2 separate regions of the Danio rerio genome follow, and region 2 is linked to region 1. The links are chromatin contacts, called in public Micro-C maps. All regions are on one chromosome and are shown on one strand. The core of a region is the stretch at or near the end of the contact, and the rest is flanking DNA. Distances in the headings are between cores, read along the strand shown. Region 1 holds the start of znf362a (zinc finger protein 362a). Region 2 overlaps miip (migration and invasion inhibitory protein).

Region 1 (3,349 bases), core at 385-2,884:
TCATCTCTAATAACTGATTAATTTTATCTTTGCCATGATGACAGTAAATAATATTTGACTAGATATTCTTCAAGACACTTCTATACAGCTTAAAGTGACATTTAAAGCCTGAACTAGGTTAATTAGGTTAACTAGGCAGGTTAGGGGAATTAGGCAAGTTATTGTATAACGATGGTTTGTTCTGTAGACTATCGAGAAAAAACAAAGCTTAAAGGGGCTAAAAATTTTCTCCCTAAAATGGTGTTTAAAAAAAAAATCAAAAACTGCTTTTATTTTAGCTGAAATAAAACACACAAGACTTTCTCCAAAAGAAAAAATATTATCAGACATACTGTGAAAAAATTCCTTGCTCTGTTAAACATCATTTGAAAAATATATAAATTTAAAAAAAAAAGATAATTTTTTTTGAAGGGGACTAATAATTCTGACTTCAACTGTATATATATATATTGTAGATGGAAAAACATTTTTAAAAAAGGAATCATTTACAATGTAACAATTGCATTAATTTAAAAAGTCGAAAAGAAGATTAAATGATATAAAAAAACAGCAATATAAATAAAAGTTAAAAGGATGCTTTCAGGACTTGGGCACTATGGCTGTAATTGCATTGTAATGCATCTTTAAAACAAATAAAAATAATTACAAACACACCGATTATAATGTAACGCATCATTTTATACCTTGCAAACTAGAAAGCTTCCTATTGACATTTAATGAAGTTAGATCAATTCTGTGAGTCACAGGATATCATTTAAAAAAACTGAAAGTGCAAATAAACATCGCAAAACAGCGTGCAAATATCAAATAAACATCAAACGAGAGATTGACACGTCTTGTGGTCTTCAAAATGAACTGATGAAAAACTTACTCAACTTTTTCTTTTATTCTGTCGGCATCCTCGAAAAGCTTCCCAAATAAAAGCGCGCTCTCTTTTGATCAAAGATTACATTAAGAAATCGCTCGCAAAATAACGCGAACGGACGCGTTTGGTGCCTTGCGAGAGCGCAGGTCTCCGGTGTCTGCCTCTCCCACATTCTCAGACAGTTTTATTAAAAATTTCAGACAAAAGGAAAACAAAAATGGCAGCCTGTCTTATTTTTATAAGGACAGGGCGCCATATTCTGCAGATCCCAATTTTTTTAGCGACAAAAAAATATAGCGCGTGCGTTCAGATCCAAGGCGCGACGCGTAAAACGCCGCATTATTTGCATTAAGTGCGCGAATGATTGTTTACTTAGATCTGCAGGTTTGAATAGCCCGGCTGGAGGAGGAAAAAAAGAGAGAGGGAGAAAAAAAAACGAGACTTCCTACAACAATCATGCGATGCGAACAAATCACGCAGATGGAAACAGACGCGCATCAATGTTACATTTCCATCGCGACGCATCAATGCAAAAGCGTGCAATTGCGTTATTGTTGCAACGCGAGCGTGCTTTTAGATGGCTTTCTCTTTTATTTGAACTTTTTTGCTCACTCGAAGGACTACAAGAACTAGCATCGTTTTCGCGCGTCGTGCAAATGTGCCCAAAAAATTAATATGCAGTGGTGAAGATGAGAAGAAAGCGACAGACATACCTTGCACACCTCGACGGAGGATTTATTAGATGTAATTATTGAAAGCTTGAGATGTTGTTTCGGCTTTGCCTTCAGAGGGAGTTTCAGACCTTCCGGGTCGCCTGGTGTTCACTTCTGGGTGCTGCAGCTCCACAGATCCATATATGAGCACATTTACAGCCATCAAATCACTAAAAAACATCTCTTGTGCACATTTCTCGTGTCGTTAGCTATCGTTTGCAGGATATGGAGCATACGTGAATGGAAACTGAGATGATGATTAACTCATATCAGATTCACAAACATATACTGTACATTTACTCCTATTTATACGCCTCAGCATTAAATAATTTTGTCTATGGGGCTTTCAAGGGGGTCTGGAAATGTTTAGAGATTTTAATTAATAATAATAATAATAATAATAATAATAATAAATGTAAAACAAAAATATAATAGAAAAGTTATTTTGAAATATTTTATAAAACTAAAAATATTTGGAGATTTTTATATATAAAAAAATAATAATAATAATAATAATAATAATAATAATGTAAAACAACATTTCACTAGAATAATAATTTAAAATATTTTATTAAACTAAATGTTTGGAGATTTTTATATATTAATTAATAATAATAAATAATAACAAATGTAAAACAAATATACAGAATATTAAATATTTTATGAAACTATAAATGTTTGCAGATTTTTAAAATATAAATTAATAAGAATAAATAATATTAATAAAAATAAACAAATAAATAAATAAAATACAAAAATACAAAAAAAAATATTATTTTAAAATATTTTATTAACTTAAAATGTTTGGAGAATTTTTTATTTAGATTAATAATAATAATAATAATAATAATTTAAAATATTTTATAAAACTATAAATGTTTGGAGATTTTTATATATTATTTAATAATAATAAATAATAACAAATGTAAAACAAATATACACTAGAATATTATATTTTTTATGAAACTATAAATGTTTGGGGATTTAAATTTTTTATATAAATTAATAATAATAAATAATATTAATAATAATATTAATAATAAATAAATAAATGTAAAACAAAAATCCCCAAAAAGTATTATTTTAGAATATTTTATTAACTGGAAATGTTTGGAGAATTTTTAATGTAGATTAATAATAATAATGATAATGATGAGTAAAAAATGTAAAGTAAAAATTACACTAGAATAATTATTTTAAATATTTTATAAAACTAAAAATGTTTTAAGATTTGTAAATATAAATTAATATTAACAATAAATGTCAAACAATAGACTAGAATAATTTTAAATATTTTATTAAACTGTAAAAATGTTTTGAGATTGTGTTTAATATAAATTCATGATCATAAAAATAAATAATAAATGTAAAACATAAATACACCAGAATAATTATTTTAGTGTATTTTTGGCTTTCATTTTTATTATTACTTATTTTTTAGTATAAATAATACAAATTTTAATGTAAAAATATAAAAATGTTTTGAGATTTTTAAAAATGAAAATTCATAATAATAAATAAATGTAAAACAAAAATACAATAAAATAATTATTTTATTATTTTCATTTATTATATAATATTGAATAATAATAATATGTAATATATAATAATATGTAAAATCAATATACACTAGAATAATAAATATTTTATAAAACTATAAATGTTTTGAGATTTTTAATTATAAATTCATAATAATAAAAATAAATAAATGTAAAACAAGAATACAATAAAATAATTATTGTAAAATATTGTATAATACATTAAAATAATA
Region 2 (3,349 bases), core at 558-3,057, 170 kb after region 1:
GGCAAACTCGGTCCTGGAGGGCCGGTGTCCTGCATAGTTTAGCTGCGACTCTAATCAAAAACACCTCAACATGCCAATCAGTAGCCCCTTTTACACATACAGACATTTGGGAAATTTACCGGCAATTTTCCGGGAAGGTGTGTATGTGTGAACAGGTCCTTTTTGAAAATATCGGTAAATTCATTCTGGCTATTTTCCGGAAAGGGAAGTTGTAACATTAGCCCCTTTCACACACTGATACCAGTAAATATCTGGAAAATTACCGCAACGACTTTACCAGTAAATTCAAAATAGCGCTGTTCACACAGACGAGGACATTACGGAATTTTTCCTGGAAAAGAGCATTCACACATCCTTTCCAAAATACCGGTAAATTCTGACATCATTAACCAGAAAAGAGCTCTAAAAGGCTGCGCTTGTATTTGTAAACATTTCACTACATCACAAACTCTTTGGATAATCAGTATTGTGAACAACTTCGATGAAAACATACAGAAGAACACTTTCGCATGTCGAGATGTTCATGATATGTGTGTGTGCTGGCGCTCACGGGCTGTTTCACGGGCACATGCAAGGTTGAAGGTAAACAAACAGCGGCTTATCATAAGCATCTTATCGATGATTATTTACACAGTTGGCATTAAGATGAACATATAAACGTTATCTGACTAACATCTAGCAGCTAAATGTGTCTTGGAAAATATTCAAAAGCTTTTATTCCCATAAACCGCGTGTACGTGAATGCATCTGACTGTTGTGATTGGCTAAAGCAGACGTCTCACGTCAGCACGTTCTAGACGTGCACACGCTCTTTTCGGCAATCTTCCTTCTGCGTTCACACAGTGCAGCATTCCGGCAAATTATCGGTTATATTATATCGGTTATCGGGTAAATTATCGGTTAAAAGGACCTGTTCACTCATACAGACCTTTCCGGAAAATTGCATGACAACACTAGTCACAGTTATAGTAAAGATTATTGTAGGCATTGAAAGCAATATGGGTGATTCTTTTGCATGTATATTTGACATTTCAAAAAGGTGAGGAATAAAACTCTTTAAAAACAGCAATTATTTCCAGAATCTTATTGTAAGCATATTTAATTTTTATAATTCAGCTTTTTTCCAAACATAAATGATTAAATGTTTTACTTTTAGGGAAATAAACAGTTTTTCTATTGTTTGGGAAATCTGCTTTGGATGATTTGGTAATGAATAGAAATAATAAATCATAGCAAGAACAATTCTTAAGGGTAGTTACTAAATTGTAAATGAATTGACCATAACAATGTTATTATTTTTATTTTTATTTATTTATTTATTTATATTTTTTTGGCCCACCTGGAATGTCACTTGGCCCACCCTAAAGTTCCAATCTGTAGCCGGACCTGTTTCCCCATTCAGACAGAATGCCCGAGTATACTGCCTGAGAGGCGTTTTAAAGATGGCCGCTGAGTGAAATGACTTTCCTTTAGCATTGACTTTTCTTCAGAGTCGTTTTCATATAAACAAGTATGTTCACTTAGCATAATTCCTAAATATCCGCAAACACATTAAGAGCCTTTTATGCTTCAGAAGTGTAGAAAACTTACATACAGCACCTTTTAAGCCTGTATCAACTAATTGCAAGTATATTCTGTGATGCATTGTGGGACTTTGCTCTTCACAAAGCATGAAACGACACGTTAACCTTTACCCTAAGCTATTTTAAGACATCATTTTGTTTCTCACTGACTTTTGAAGCGGTCTTTAAATGAGAAGTTAGTTTTAAAATAGTCTCAGACAGAGAGGAAGCAGGAACCAAACTTGTGTGTGTTGCACAAACTCCAACAAGAGCAGTAAAAACATTGCTTTATGCTCTGTTATGCCTCCACTGTTTCTTTGTTTAGTTTACCATAAGTTGCATTTAATCGTTTGGGTGTTTTTGTTATTACAGGCTCTTGGCAATTGACTTGAGAAGGAAATCCAAAACAAATGTTGCAAAAAATAAAAACCCCAAATGAACAGGAAGTGAAAATGGGAATTAAGACAATGGAGGAGGCGCGAAGATGTGCTGTGACTCATGTTGAGGAAATATTTTTCTGCTCCATTGAAGTTAATCACATATGAACAATGATGATAACAATAAAAATTATACAAACTGTTGCCAAATATTTCTGGCTTGTGCATTGTTAGTTTGAGATAATACGAGTAGCTTGTCGTAATTTAATCATGAGACCATGAGTCATTTTTCTGCCATGAAACTTCTATAAACGGAAATTACTACAAATAGTGCAAATAAATACTAGTGCAAATAAAATAAAAGAAACATAAATAAATAAAAATGAATAAAATAAAATATAAAATGAAATGAATTAAAAAATTAAATAAATAAATAAATAAAATAGAATTTTTTTTTATTTTAATTCAATAAAAAAATGTTTTAAATAAAGTAAAAAAATGTATTATAAAATAAAATTAAAATTAAAATAACAAAATAAAATAAAAAATAAAATAACATAAAAAATAAAAATAAATAAATAAAATATAAAAAAAAATCAAATAAAAAAAAATTTAAATGAAAATGAAATACAAATAAAATAATAATAAAATAAAATAAAATAAACAAAAAATGTAAAAAAAATAAATACATAAAAATAATACAAAAATAAAATAAATAAAATATTTTTTGTAATAAAATAAAACAAAATGTAAAAAAAATTAAAATTACAATAAGATTTTTTGTAAAAATAAAATAAAACAAAATGTAAAATAAAAAAATTAAAAGAACATAAAATCAACATTATCAATGCTGTAAAAGGTCCCTTATAGAACTGAAAATAGTCACATCTATGGCATGAAGATTTCAATGACTGAACAACACTTGAAAACACTCTCCATCAGCTTTGGGGGACTAAAATAGATTTAAAGCATAACATTACCTGTCTAACAGAAATACTTCAGCCATGGTGTCCTCCTTCCTCCAGCGTGCAAAACTAACTCCGATATTGATTCGGGATTTTAAAAAGTTGATTCAGCATTGTCAGTGCTGTCACTCTCTCGTGTGCACGTGAATGCGGCGGGTCTGTGTGAACCGCTGTGCAAATCTACTTTTGTTGACAGTTTGGACTACTTAACAGAATTATGGGAGATATCAGCCCGATACTATTTTAATTGGAAGAACATTTATTAGTTTTATGCGTCACCCAGAATATAAAAATACATATAAACACATTTACTTTATTCATCACTATTGGATTGTGAAGAGACTTTCAACCAGCACAACAAAAAAAGTTTCTGAAGACAGTCACCTACTGCACCTTAAACTGTAATGATTACCGGCTTTTTTATGCAGGTATTTTCAGCAATAGA

Evidence for each region. A called contact is a pair of places that touch in the nucleus more often than the background predicts.
Region 2: a contact with region 1 is called in a Micro-C map of caudal fin, with 3 times the contacts expected there. The contact joins the enhancer-like site here to the promoter of znf362a in region 1. A contact is called at or near these places in 2 of 18 Hi-C or Micro-C datasets (caudal fin and an unstated tissue).

Annotation. Positions count from the first base shown.
Region 1 is chr11:42,950,117-42,953,465 of GRCz12tu, forward strand. It overlaps znf362a (zinc finger protein 362a), which reads right to left and starts at 1,635. Exons shown (of 9, transcript NM_001077733.1): 1 at 1,579-1,635.
Region 2 is chr11:43,119,289-43,122,637 of GRCz12tu, forward strand. The region is part of intron 16 of miip (migration and invasion inhibitory protein); the gene reads right to left. All of the region lies in intron 1 of LOC141376672 (a long non-coding RNA gene), which reads left to right. Among named protein-coding and RNA genes, the nearest start is that of tnfrsf1b, 13 kb to the left of the region's middle. Within about 2 kb of position 1,808, at least 6 of the 62 cell types and tissues checked have an H3K27ac peak or open chromatin away from gene starts, as enhancers often do. A contact at or near this core is called in caudal fin, where this site is marked.